2 separate regions of the Mus musculus genome follow, and region 2 is linked to region 1. Evidence: chromatin contacts called from public HiChIP or PLAC-seq data. All regions are on one chromosome and are shown on one strand. The core of a region is the stretch at or near the end of the contact, and the rest is flanking DNA. Distances in the headings are between cores, read along the strand shown.

What was found. HiChIP or PLAC-seq counts read pairs in DNA pulled down with a chosen protein or histone mark.
Region 2: an H3K27ac HiChIP or PLAC-seq map of the HPC-7 cell line shows a contact between it and region 1, with 6 times the contacts expected there. The contact joins two enhancer-like sites. A contact is called at or near these places in 5 of 484 Hi-C or Micro-C datasets (CD4 T cells, group 2 innate lymphoid cells, nephron progenitors and 2 more), 1 of 115 datasets of contacts at active chromatin or transcription factors (the HPC-7 cell line) and 1 of 9 other capture datasets (liver).

What each region holds. Positions count from the first base shown.
Region 1 is chr2:33,843,334-33,849,919 of GRCm38.p6, reverse strand. All of the region lies in intron 2 of Mvb12b (multivesicular body subunit 12B), which reads left to right. Among named protein-coding and RNA genes, the nearest start is that of Nron, 41 kb to the right of the region's middle. Within about 2 kb of position 2,534, at least 76 of the 459 cell types and tissues checked have an H3K27ac peak or open chromatin away from gene starts, as enhancers often do. A contact at or near this core is called in the HPC-7 cell line, where this site is marked.
Region 2 is chr2:33,911,101-33,917,952 of GRCm38.p6, reverse strand. No RefSeq gene overlaps it. Among named protein-coding and RNA genes, the nearest start is that of Gm39792, 6.1 kb to the right of the region's middle. Within about 2 kb of position 3,127, at least 28 of the 459 cell types and tissues checked have an H3K27ac peak or open chromatin away from gene starts, as enhancers often do. A contact at or near this core is called in the HPC-7 cell line, where this site is marked.

The DNA.
Region 1 (6,586 bases), core at 1,285-3,784:
TGTGAGCTGCCATGTGGGTGCTGGGAATTAAACTTGGGTCCTCTGGAAAAACAGTGCCCTTGACTCCTGAGCCATCTCTCCAGCTCCAGTCTTGTTTTTTAATCTTCCTGAATTGAGGAGTTCTCTATATTCTTATTTTGGCTGTTCACCCACATGGGCTATGTACTGCTGGATACAGATCCTGTCTGGGTTAGGGTTCTATTGCTGTGATGAAACACCATGACCGAAAGCAAGCTAGGGAGGAGAGGGATTTCTTGGCTTACACTTCCATACTGTGTGTAGTCCGTTACTGAAGGAAGTCAGGACAGGAACTCAAACAGGGTGAGAACCTGGAGCAGGAACTGACCAGAGACCATGGAAGGGCGCTGCTTACTGACTTGTTTCCCATGGTCTGCTCAGCCTGCTTTCTTATAGAAATCAAGACCACCAGCCAGGGATGGCACCACCCACAATGGGCTGCCCCCACCCCATCACTAATTAAGAAAAAGGCCTACAGGCTTGCCCACAGCCCGATCTTATGGAGGCATTTTCTCAATAGAGAGTCCCTCCTTTCTAGTAACTCTAGCTTGTGTCAAATTAATATAAAACCAGCCAGCACATGTGTCCTTTGTAGTTTGAGGGTTTTGTTCTTACAGCTGGATAGATAGTATAAGGACTTGAATTTGATCTCCAGAATACCTTATTAAAATTTTTTTGAAAGGGGCTGGAGAGATGGCTCAGTTTTTAAGATCACTAACTTCTCTTCCAGAGGTCGTGAATTAAATTCCCAGCAACCAAATGGTGGCTCACAACCATCTGTAATGGGATCTGATGCCCTCTTCTGGTGTCTGTGAAGACAAATCACTCATATCCATTAAAATAAATAAATAAATCTTAAAAAAAATGATAATAAGTTTTAAAAAGCTGGGTGTGGTGGTTATGCCCATTTAAGCCTAGCATTAGGGAAACAGAGACAGGGACATCCCCGAGGCTCACTGTTCATCCAGCCTGGCCTACTTGGATAGTTCCAGGACAACGAGAGACCCTGTTTCAAAAGTAAAACTGGGGAAGCGCCTGAGGGATGACACCTGAGGTGGTCATCTGTCACCCACGAGAACACCAATTTATTTTAGAGGAATAAAATAAATCAGAACCCTTGTACACATGTCTACTTCTTTAATCATTCCTTCTGCTGAAGCAAAGATCTATTTTCTGCTGAAAGTTTTCAAGTTTTGCTTGATTTTGTTGTTCCTGTTCTGTGGTGGCCACAGTAGTGTCTTTATGCTGTTGATTGCGTAGTCTTTGCCTCCACCCTTAGGGTCCCCAGGTGCTCCAGAACCAAGAGCACCTTTGGTTCTCCTTTGCATGCTCATAAGCTGTGAGGACCTCTCTAGGCCACCAGACCATTTCCCACAGCTCTGTGGAGGCCTGGGGCCCAGCTCTGCCCTGGCCACCTGGGTGTGGTAAAAGCTAGACACTTCTGGCCAGGCCCTTTCTCTCTGGCAGCCTCTCCTCTCCTGAGTCCTAGTCCCTGAGTTCCCTGCCAGGAAGGGCCTCCTCGGGGCCATGATCACTGCTGCACCTCCAGGGTTTCTGCTGGGATTGTGGCTCTGCTTCTTTCTCTTCTGCCCAGCCCGAGAGGCTACTGTAGCTGACACGTAAGCTCTGCATGGGGAAAGCTGCCTCTGGTGGCCTCTGCCATACCAAACACCAATCTTGCCATTGTCCATGTTCCAGTTTTAAAATTCTGCCATTTGGCAAATGTCTGAGTGCGTATTATTACTAAGTCTTTGGGCTAGATGCTTGGGAAAGCATCCACTGGATAAAATAGAACCCTTGAATTGAGGGCCAGAGGTGATGAGTGTGTGCCCTGTGCCAGGTCTCCTGCTAAGTGCTTTATTGACAGTTCATATTCTATGGTTTATTACTGTTCAGTCCATTTTAGAATATACACAGAGCTGCCCAACAATTACCAATATTTAATCATAGATCTTTGTTCCTGGCTCCCCTCCCTCTGACAGCGACCACTTCCTTCCTTTGTATCTCTAAGGATTGTCTCTTCTGGGACATTGTAGGAGAGCAAACCACAGTGTGTGGTTTGTGACTGTCTTGTTTTTCCTAGCATAGTGCTTCTATGGCGTGTTATATTGGGGCTTCATTGCCTTCTCGTGGTCCAGTGATACTCCACTGTAACTCCGCGATGTCCGTTTGACAGTGGACATTTGTGTTGTTTCCACTGTTCAGCGACTTACCTCATGAGCATGTTGTGTGTGCATGTGTTCAGTTCTCTTGAGAATATACTCAGAGGAGGAACTGCTGAGTCCTGTGGTGATACCATGAGGAACTACCCTGCCATTTCCAGTGATCATACCAGGTTTCAGGGCCAGCAGGGCCCATGCCCTTGCAATGTTGCCTATCTGTCTGTTTCAGTATTGTAACAGGTCTGACAGGGAATCTCGTAGTAGATAAGTGATCTTCTGTGTTTTATTTGGTCCTAACCAATAATCCCATGGGGCCTACTCATTCATATTTCCGCGTTTTGATGGGGTGGAATGAGTCAGTATGACTCTGGGAAATGTCTGTGAGCAGCAGAGTCAGGACCTGAGCTCAGCTACAACTCACTCCAGAAATCCTGGTTCTGCCTGCTGAGTTCACAGGGTCTGTGTGATGGGGGTCCTTCCGCCGCAGCCCAGACAACAAGATCATTCTGTCATGGAGCTGTTAGGGGCTGGCAGGAGCCAGGGTAGAGAAGACATGTCTGAGGAGAGAACAAGGGGAGCAGGCAGCCAGGGCACAAAGGATGGGAGGGCTGAGGGTCCTGGGCCTTGTGGGAGAGAAACCCACCCTGAGGCTGGCAGAAACTCCAGTCTTCAGGACAGAGCCAGGCATTCATTTCTGAGAGATGTTAGACATTTCAGCAGAAGGCCTGTGGCTGACCTAAGTTCTCCATGCAGAAATCAAAGTTATGAATGGACACAAAAGCAGCCGGGAGTCCATGATGCAAGCCAGGGGCACAGCCTGCCCTTGATCTCACCTGGGCCTCGCCTCAGCTCCCAGCCTTCAGGCCGGCTCAGCCTTGTCTGACAGAGGATGTGAGGCTTCTGCAGGCCTGCCTGAGCCAAGCTGCCATTGTGCAGCCTTTGAACTTCAGAGCATCAGCCAGAAGTTGCCCCTGGAATGTCTGCAGAATTTCCTGCCCCCCTCCACCTCCAACTGCCCTGTCTGCCAAACTCACCTTTGAGTTGTGGGTGGGCCTTCCTGAAACCGCAGGTGTGAGCAGGTCCCCTGGAGACTGCTCTTCCTCCTCAGCTGGCCCTCTGCATCCTACATGTTTAGCTGGGCCCCAGTTCATTCACAGGATTTTCTCAAGTTGCAGTCTAGCAGATTTTCAATTTCTCACCTCATCAAGTAAAGCTTACAATTGTTGTTTTTCCATAAAAGCTGTAAGTGTTCATTGACCAAAAAAAAAAAAAAGTGACATACACTAGCAAAGCAAAGGAACGGTTTAAAATGCTCTGTCGTTATATATTTATTTGCATGAATTTGTGTGTGTGTGTGTTTGCATGTTTCTGTGTGTGAGTGCTGTGTGGATGAGTGTGTATACATATGTGCTCTGCTGCCCTCTTTGATCGCTCTCCCCCTTATGTATTGAAGCAGGGTTTCTCACAGAATCTGGGGCTCACAATTTTGGCCTGTGCCTAGTCAGCTTGCTGTGGGATTCCCCCAGCTCACCTCCCATGCACTGAGCTGGAGCAACAGGCTGGGTTCCACATCTCTGTGGCTTTTACCTGGCTTCTGATGATCCAGACTCCTGTTCTCACGCTTGCCCTGCTGAGTGAGCCACTGCAGGTGGCCACCAGCCAGCCTTGTGTATCTCTGTATATCCTCAGCCTCCACTGTTAAAGCCAAACAGTGCTTTGCATTTTAGTTTCTAGCTCCTCTTCTGTCCACAGCTGTTAAAACACAAAACTGGACCCCGTGAGCAGTCTCTGTCCTGTAAGAAATTTCTTCCTCTTGTTTGTCTTTATGAACAGAGAGCCCTAGTGAAAACACAGACTGGTCCCCACACCTGGCTCCTCCATCTTCTCCAGGAGGGACTCCCTTCCTCCATTCTTCCCTGCCTGCCTGCCTGCCTGCTGCTGCCTGCCTGCCTGCCTGCCTGCCTGCTGCTGCCTGCCTGCTGCCTGCCTGCCTGCCTGCCTCCCTCCCTCCCTCCCTGCCTGCCTGCCTGCCTGCCTGCCTGCCTGCCTGCCTGCCTGCTGCCTGCCTGCCTGCCTGCCTGCAGGTCTCCAGGTCACTTTCTTCCCATCCAGAAGCCAGGCTGAGCTGCTGCAGAGCACACCTCCCCGTTCTCTCCAAGTTGCTGTCAGTTATCCTTCTAAAAACGTACTGTCAGGCATTGCATTAACTCCTGTTCATTTATGTGTTTATCATGTGTCCTTCCCTGTGATGAATGTGCCTCATGTGGTCTGTGGGACCCTTCTCCCTCAGCAGCCCTCAGAAGCCAGGCATCCTCAGTGAAGGGACAAGGGACAACTCACCATGTTCTCAGAGTCTGCCTGCAAGCAGAACTCCTAGCACCTGGGACATTGTGTGTTCTCAGGCTTTGGTACCAAAGTCACCTCACTGTGGAGCACCCCTCCCCCCTCCCCCTCTCCCTCTCCCTCTCCCTCTAAACTCCTTGAGTGAGTGAGTGAGAGAGAGAGAGAGAGTGTGTGTGTGTGTGAGAGTGTGAGTGTGTGTGTGTGAGTGTGAGAGAGAGAGAGAGAGAGAGTGTGTGTGTGTGTGTGTGTGTGTGTGTGAGAGAGAGAGAGAGAGAGAGAGAGTGAGAGTGTGTGTGTGTGTGTGTGTGTGTGTAGGTCCGAGGACAACTTGTGGGAGTCAGCTCTCTCCATATACCAAGTGGGTCTCAAACGCAGGTTGTCAGGTTTGACAGCAAGTGCCTCTACCCTCAGAGGCCTCTCTCAGTGGGCTCTGGTTTTCCCTCTTGTCACACAGCAGTGATGGTTTTGTCTGTTCTTAGGACCTCTTTGCATTGATTGTTAGGCAGAGCCCCTCTGAGATCCATAACTAGCCAAGGCCAGGGGTTGCTCACCCTTTGCGAGGCTCTGTACCATTGCTGGTTGATGTGTGCAGCCTGCCTGTGGACTAGAGTGTTTGCCTTTTCTATGGCCTTATGAAAGCTCTCTGCACATATTCTCTTATGTGCTCTCTTATAAGCACTTTTCCCTCTGACATATCCTGGACACAGCCCTGGGCATATGTCATCCTGTGACCGTTCTGCATGTGTGCTTGGGTTTCCTCATCTGTAACTCAGACAGCAGCTTCATCTCCTCAGAGCTTTGCCGTGTGCACTGTGGGGCCATGGATGACTTACACTGAGGAGTTAGGGAGAAGAAATGTGTGGTGAGAAGCAACTGAGTGAGGGAAAAGGACATCCAGGCCTCGGATGGACGAATGTGCTTTCTCTCCCTAGGGCAGAGTTCAGAATCGTTTCAGTGAGCTTGATCTTTCCATTATCTCCCTGGCATTCACCTCTCTGGGCTTCTGAAAAGCCTGAGGACACCCTGGGTCACACCTGGACGTAGAGATCTTTTAAGCCATTCAGCACCCCGATGATTCAGGTCTTACAAAATAAGGAAATGGTTTGGCATGAAGATTTGTGTTGCTATGTCTCGGTCTGTTTTCAGCTGCTGTAGTCTGTATTGTGCTATAGCGTCCACAAACTGGACGTTTATGAACGATGGAAGTCATTTGACTCTGGGGTCTTGAGTCTGGGAAGCCCAAGATAGAGGAGCTATTTCCCATGACGGCTTCCTTGTGTTGGATTAGTGTAGCAGATGTCACAGAGTGTGGAAGTGCAGAGGAAATGTATGAGATGAACACCCCTGCCACAACAACCTACCCAGAGTAACATCATGAGTCCCTCTCCAAGGGCTGCACCCGTTTGGCCTAGGCACCCTCTTAGGCCCCACCTCTTCAGCCTCACAGCTCAGTGGCAGCCACACTCCAGTCTGGGCTTTGGAGGAGACACTGAACCATAGTACAGTTTCACACCTCTGCCATCAAAGCAAAGCCCAAGCACTGCCATGCCTCAAAATGTGCCTCAAGTGTCCCTGTATCTATAGCCTTCAACACTTAGCCGGCCCTCCCAGCTTTCCCTCAGCACAGTGATAGCTGGGCAGTCTTTAATGTGCCTCTCCCTGTCTGCTTGGGCCCTTCTGTGTTCCAGATAAGCCTGCCTGAGGTGTGTCAAAAGTCCTGAAGGCATTTTCCCAGCAGTGGGCCTAGGGGGTCTGGGTTTTTGAGCATACTGAATGACTGGAGTAAGTTTGCTGCTGTCTTCAGGTTCAGTTATCTAAGCTGGTGTGGGTTTGGTGGGGTGGGGGGGCTCCCCATGTCATTTGACTGTCAGGACCCTTCAGTGAAAAGCGGTAGGTGACTTGCTTAGACCAGTGCCTGACAAACAGTGGACTGTCAGCAGGCTGCTGCCCTATGCCTAGCCCTAGCCAGGGGAGAGCATCCCACTTGGCTTTGGTCCTTCTTATCTAGGCATATCAGCTAGCTGCAGGCAGCTGGGACACTGCTCAAAGGGCTGCTGGGAGCT
Region 2 (6,852 bases), core at 1,878-4,377, 67 kb before region 1:
TGATGCTAGGGGCCATAGAGAGTTGAGGATTCACTGTAAGGAGACTCCATCTGTGAGCTCATCACCCCAGATGGAGTGGCACTGTGAGGAGATGCAGGAACTGTGGGATTATCCATGTTCCTGTGTTAGCAGGGACACACCGGGCGACTCAAAGGAGAATTAAGACATTCATCATCATCATCATCAAGTCAAGTTTTTGTCCTATAAATCCTTTAAAGTACTTCTCTACAGGGGAACACAGAATCCCATATATGGGGATCTTCCATCTATGGTCCCTGGAAAACCCAGAGACAGTTTGATGTTTTGAAAATGGGGGATGCCCTTCTGTGAGCGGCACAATCTCTAGCCCATGTGGCCAAGCTCAGACTTGAATAACTCAAATATCTCTTTCACTAAACAAATAAGGTGAACCACTCCAGCAGAACAATGCCTGAGGCTGACCTCTGGCTTCCACGTGCAAGGATACACACGTGCATGTTATACAGAGAGAGAGAGACAGAGACAGAGACACACAGAGACAGAGAGAGACACAGAGACAGAGGCACAGAGAGAAACAGAGAGAGAGACAGAGACAGACAGAGAGAGACAAAGACAGAGAAACAGAGAGTCAGAGAAAAGCATAAAGAGAAATTGAGAACTCAAGCGCTCTCTTCTCTGATAAGGGCATCCCATTCATTATACGAAGTGGTGAACTTTAAGCATGAGCCTGACTAGTAGCTGATTAGAACATTGGATTGTTTGCCTAAAGACGAGCATGTTCTATACCTAGGAGACAGAAATGGCCAAAAGAACAGAGCCCCCTAGATGATGCTGTCAGTCACTCTTGCCCCAGTCCTGTAAAGTCAATGTTAACCCCACAAACTATTTTTGGCCAATGAAATGTGACTGGAAGTGGCATGTCTCAGTAAATGGCGACTGTGAGAGCCAGGCTGTGCTTGCCACATCCCTTTTCCTATTGAAACAACATGTTCCAGACCCCCCACCCCCACCCCCCAAAATAAGTTCTGGTATGGATCCTGGAAGAAAAACAAAGCGACAAAGCTCAGGCTGCCAAGCTTAGCTCACTCTGAACACAGAGCACAAGGGAGACATAGACGTTGGCGTTGCGAGTCCCTGGAACTTTGGCAGTCTTTGTTCCTACGGCTCAGCCTGGCTGATCCTGACTGGTAAGAGGGCCGGCAAACAGCTGAGCACACAGGCCGACTGTGAATAATGCCCCAATTGTTCCTTTCCCCTGCTTTGAAAGCCAAAGAACCGAACTGAATGGCGGAAGAAAAAGCAAAAACCCAGGAGCATTTGGTTGGTGAAGAATTCGATGAAAACTGTGGTCCATCAGGTAAAGGCGCTTGCTGCCAAGCCTGAGAACCTGAGTTCGATCCCTGGGACTTATGTGACAGAAGAAGAGCACTGACTCTCTCAAGTTGTCCTCTGACCTCTCCACCATGCTTCATGGTGTATATGCTCACAAATATGCACAAGTAGTGTAATATATATATATATATATATATTAATTAAAGAATCCAATAAAACTGAAATGTGAGAAAGCAGTTGACGATACATGAAAAACAGAAGGGCTTGGAACGGAAGCTGTGTGCCTGGCCTCACCAGCACTGAAGTACTACTCCTGGCTCCCCACTGAAAGACAGATGCCTTCCTTCTCCCTCTCAGCATCTGCTCCCCGCGTCTGCCCCCACTGCCCCTCAAGCTGATGTCTTGAGGAGGGAGTCAGAAAAGCTCCCCGGTCCCCAGGGCTTGTGTTCCTGACAGTTTAACTTGGCCCACCACGTCACAGCTGAAACCAGCAGGACCCAAGGCAAGCAGAGTAAAAGAAGCAGTTGATAGATGTGCTCGGCTACCATGTAAAACTTCAGTGTGACAAGACACACCATAAACAAGCTAGAAACAGCTATCTCCAGGGAGAAAATATTTGCAATTTATATTGCAGATAAGGGATTAGCATCCAGAATATATAAAGAATTCTAACAAATCAATAAGAAAAAGACAAATGGCCCAATAGAACACCCAGCAAATGATAAAAAAAGAAAAAGTCGATTTATAGAAAAGGAAGTTCAAATGGCCAATAAACTTGAAGAATGTTCATTTTCAGTAGCAATCAAGGGACTAAACCATTAAGCTACCACGAAACATATTTTACTCGTCAGCTTGGTTTTAAAAAAATTAAGGTTTGACATTAAATGTTCGTGAGGGTGCACAGAAGTAGGGACTCTCAAATACTATTGGCAATAATGCAAATCCATACAACAAATTTGAAGGACAAAATAAATAAATAAAAATCAAATTGCCAATCTCTTTTCTAGAGAGGGCATTTGCATGGGGGCCCCTATGAGGGTGCTGTCCATAGAGAGAAAGCCTGGGACTGGCGAGGCAACTCAGTGGCCCCAGGGTTCTTGTGGTCATGCTAGGGGACCTGGTTGGGTCCCAGCATCAAATGGCTCATCAAGTGTTAACTGCAGTTCCAGGGAATCCAGTGCCCTCTTCTGGCCTCTGTGGACACACACACATCACAAACACACATGCAAACATACACAAGAATAAAAACTACCTTTACATTTCCTTTTGTAATTCATAATAAACAGAGAATGAAACCCTAAATATCCACTAATCGGGGATACATCGAATAAGCCAAAATAGACGTGGGCTGCCATTTAGGAGACCAAAGCAAGTCTCTTGAGTTCTTAGGCAGAGGTGCTGTTGAGCCGATGAGACAGGAAGTAAAACAGAGGCTGAACAGGGTGTCTGGCAGGGCACCTCCAGAGGAAACATTGCCTGCTCTGCAAACGTGAGGGTCTGTGTTTGGATCCCTGAAAGTGAGGATTTGCTTTCTTCTGAAACACAGAAGTGTTACGTGAGTGTGTTTTCGTTTTGATACCAGATGTGAGCTATGGGGCTGCTTCAGATTGTCCACAGCCACGAACTATGAGTTGTCTCATGCTCTGGCAGAGGTGTGATTTTGCCAGCTGAAGACTGTTTATGTTTGGAATCCTGGGGACCCTTGAGAGGTTATAAAAGTGCCAGAGTCCTAAGAGACACTGTGGTGGTGGCTGTCAGTGCTGGTTCCTGCTAATGCTGCTGCTGCTGCTGCTGCTGCTGCTGCTATTGCTGGCTGTTGGCTGGAGATCCCCTGCCAGGTGAATATTGGATTTGCTCCAAGAAACTAGATGCCCCTAATCAGTAGGAGGTAGTCTAAAGAGATCTATACCCCTTCCTCTCCCATCCCCCATAACCTTCTTTCTTGCCTACCTAGTGTTGGAGGGTTGGAAGGGATCAGGGTAGAGAAGGGTGGTAGATATAAGAACCCAATAAAGTAGCCAAAAAGTACTGTTGCAGATCCCCAGCACCGGTGTAAAGCTGGGAGTGGTGGCACATGCCTGTAACCTCAGTGCTCGTGTCAAGACAGGAAACAGGATGACTTCACTGGCCAGCTACATTAGCCAACCAATGAAGACCAGCTTCAGTGACCTCGCCTCAGAAAAAGAAGGTGGAAAGAGAGAGATCAAACACTGGCCTCTACATACAACCCACATGTGCATGTGAACCCAGAGGTACACACACACACACACACACACATACACACACACATTCACACACACACACACCACACACATAAACACACACATTCACACACACACATACAAACATACACACATACATACACACACACATAAACACACACATACACGCACATAAACAAACACATACACACACACATAAACACACACATAAACACACCACACACACATTCACACACACATACACACACACACACCACACACACATTCACACACATACACACACACATACACCACACACACATTCATACACACATTCACACGCACATTCACACACATATAAACATACACACACATACACATGCATCCACACACACACATACATACACACACACATAAACACACACACACACATACACACCCATTCACACACACCATACACATTCACATACACACATACACACACACACATACATACATACATACATACATACACACACACACACACACTTTATAGGTAGTGTGATGGTTTGAATACACTTGGCCTATAGAGAGTTGTATTGCTAGGAGGTATGGACTTGTTGGAGGAAGTGTGTCACTGTGGCAGTGGGCTTTGGAGATCTCCTGTGCTCAGGCTCCACCCATTGAGGAAGAGAACCTCCTCCTAGCTGCCTGAGGAACTCAGTCTTCTGTTTGCCTTCAGAACAAGATGTAGAACTCTCAGCTATTTCTGTGCCACGCCTGCCTGCATGCTGCCATGCTTCCTGCTGTGATGATAATGGACTGAACCTCAGAACCTGTAAGCCAGCCCCAACTAAATGTCATTTATAAGAGGTGGGTTGGTCATGGTGTCTCTTCACTCCAAAGGAACACTAAGCTAGGTAGGGACAAGAGAGATAGTCAGAAACCATATATTTATGTTAAAAAAATACTTAAAAAGACAATTCAAATGGAAATAAGACTGATTTCAACATGAAATCATTGATATGTCTCCAAACAAAGGATTTATTTGGGAATATACAAAGAATATTACATTGAACATACTTGGAACATACATATCAAATCAGGGTGCCTGCTGGTATGTCCAAAGAACAAAAGAACAGGCTGGGATTGGGGTTGGGCATAGTGGCACAGTCTGCAATCTCAGCAACTAGGAGACAGAGGTGGGAGTGGTCAGTAGTTCAAGGCCAGCCTGGTACATAGTAAGCCTGAGGCCAGCCTGGGCTACATGAGACTCCGTCTTAGAATAAGCAGGCAAGCAAACAGGTAAATCAGAGAGGTTGGGGGTTTATTGGGAAAGAGAACAGCGTCATGGGTTGTTTAGATGCTGATGCTGGGAGCTGGTAAACTCTGGAGTGACAGCAGCTGCCGGGGAAGCCTGTGGGCTATGGTGATGACTTGTGTGTTTCACACTGTCAGCATTGGAGAGTGTTCGTACAGATTCAGCTAGCTGTCCCTGCACTCCCAGCTCTCCTCCTGTGGTTGTTGTAGTAAGTTGAGGTTTGGAAAGTTGTCCTGTGGTCATTGCTGCCATCTGTGACCCCTGTGTGACAGATCTTCCTTTGTGGCTCTTAACAGCTATGTTTGCCAAGTCTGATATGAGTGCCTCTGCTTTGTTTTTGTTTGTTTGTTGAGAAACTATAATGCAGATACCTTTATTTTTTTTAATTTATTTATTCACTTTACATTCCAATGTCAGCCCCACCTCTCCTCCCAGTAATCCCTCATGCAGATCCTTCCCCATTCCTCCCCCCTCTTGTCCTTTGAGAAAGGGGAGGCCCCCTGTAGGTATTATACCCACCCTGACCCTGGCGAATCAAGTCACTGCAGGACTAGGGGCATCCTCTCCCACTGAGGCCAGACAAGGCAGCCCAGAGTGGGGGGGAGGAGGCATCCACAGGCAGGCAACAGAGTCAGGGACAGCTCCTGCTCCAGTTATTGGAGGACCAGCATGAAGACCAAGCTACACATCTGTTACATATGTGCAAGGTGCCTAGGTCCAGCCCATGTTTGCTCTTTGGTTGGTGGATCAGCCTCAGGGAGCCCCCATGTCCAGGTTAGTTGACTCTATTGGTCTTCCTATGGAGTCCCTGTCCTCTTTGGGTCCCTCAATCCTTCCCCTAACTCTTACAGAAATAACACTCCCTGAGGTTCATTAATGTTTGGCTGTGGGTCTCTGCATCTGTTTTAGTCAGATGCTGGGTGAGCCTCTCAGAGGACAGCCATGCTAGGCTCCTATGTGCAAACAGAACAGAACATCATGAGTAGTGTCAGGGATTGGTGCTTGCCCATGGGATGGGTCTCTAGTTGGGCCAGTTATTGGTTGACCACTCCCTCAATCTCTGCTCCATCCTATCCCTGCATTTCTTATAAACAGGATAAATTTTGGGTCGAACGTTTTGTAGGTGGTTTGGTGTCCCTCTCCCTCCAGTGGGGTTCCTGCCTGGCTACAGGAAGTGGCCAGGCCACCTCAGGATCCACAGCCCCCGCTGCTAGGAGGGATTGGCTCTGTTTTAAATTGGAGACCTTTAGCCACAACAGCCTTAAGTCTGAGGGGAGGGAACATTGCTGTGTTGGGAGTGGGTGAGAGGAACTCAGATGGGATTTAAGCTTAACTGTTAATACTTCCAAATTTTTATCTTTTACCGAAAAGGGAGAGGGCGTTGCGGACTGTTTATATCATTAAAAAGTTAGTTTTAAAGAAAAAAAAAGTCAGTTTAGAAGGCCAGAAAATGCCCTCTGACCCGACAGAAAGATAAAGAGGAACCAGGGACATATACACCCCCTACCACTGGGTGGCAGAAATGGTGGGCTAGTCAAGACAAGCTAACTGCTACACTGTGACACCCCTACTGTCTTAGTGCCTTGTAACAGAATCCACCCCTAACTTTGAAAGTCAACTAGGGGCAACAGCAGTGGCTCTGTCTCACACAGTCACCGAGGACCTAGGTCCTTCCCCTGTGTGGTTCTGTTACCTCAGAATGTCCTCCCACAGGCCTTAAAGTCACTCTACTTCACAGTCCATTGGCTGGGACTTAGACAGGAAGGCTGGGAAATGTTGGCTAGGACACTACTCAGGAGGAGGAGAGTGACTTGTTGATCATAGCTGTGATCAGCAATGGCAGCCTGTCTTAGGATCTTACTGCTCTGAACAGACACCAGGACCAAGGCAACTCTTATAAGGACAACATTTAATTGGGGCTGGCTTACAGATTTAGAGGTTCAGTCCATTATCACCAAGGTGGGAGAATGGCAGCATCCAGGCAGGCATGGTGCAGGAGGAGTTGAGAATTCTACATCTTCATTTGAAGGCTGCTAGAAT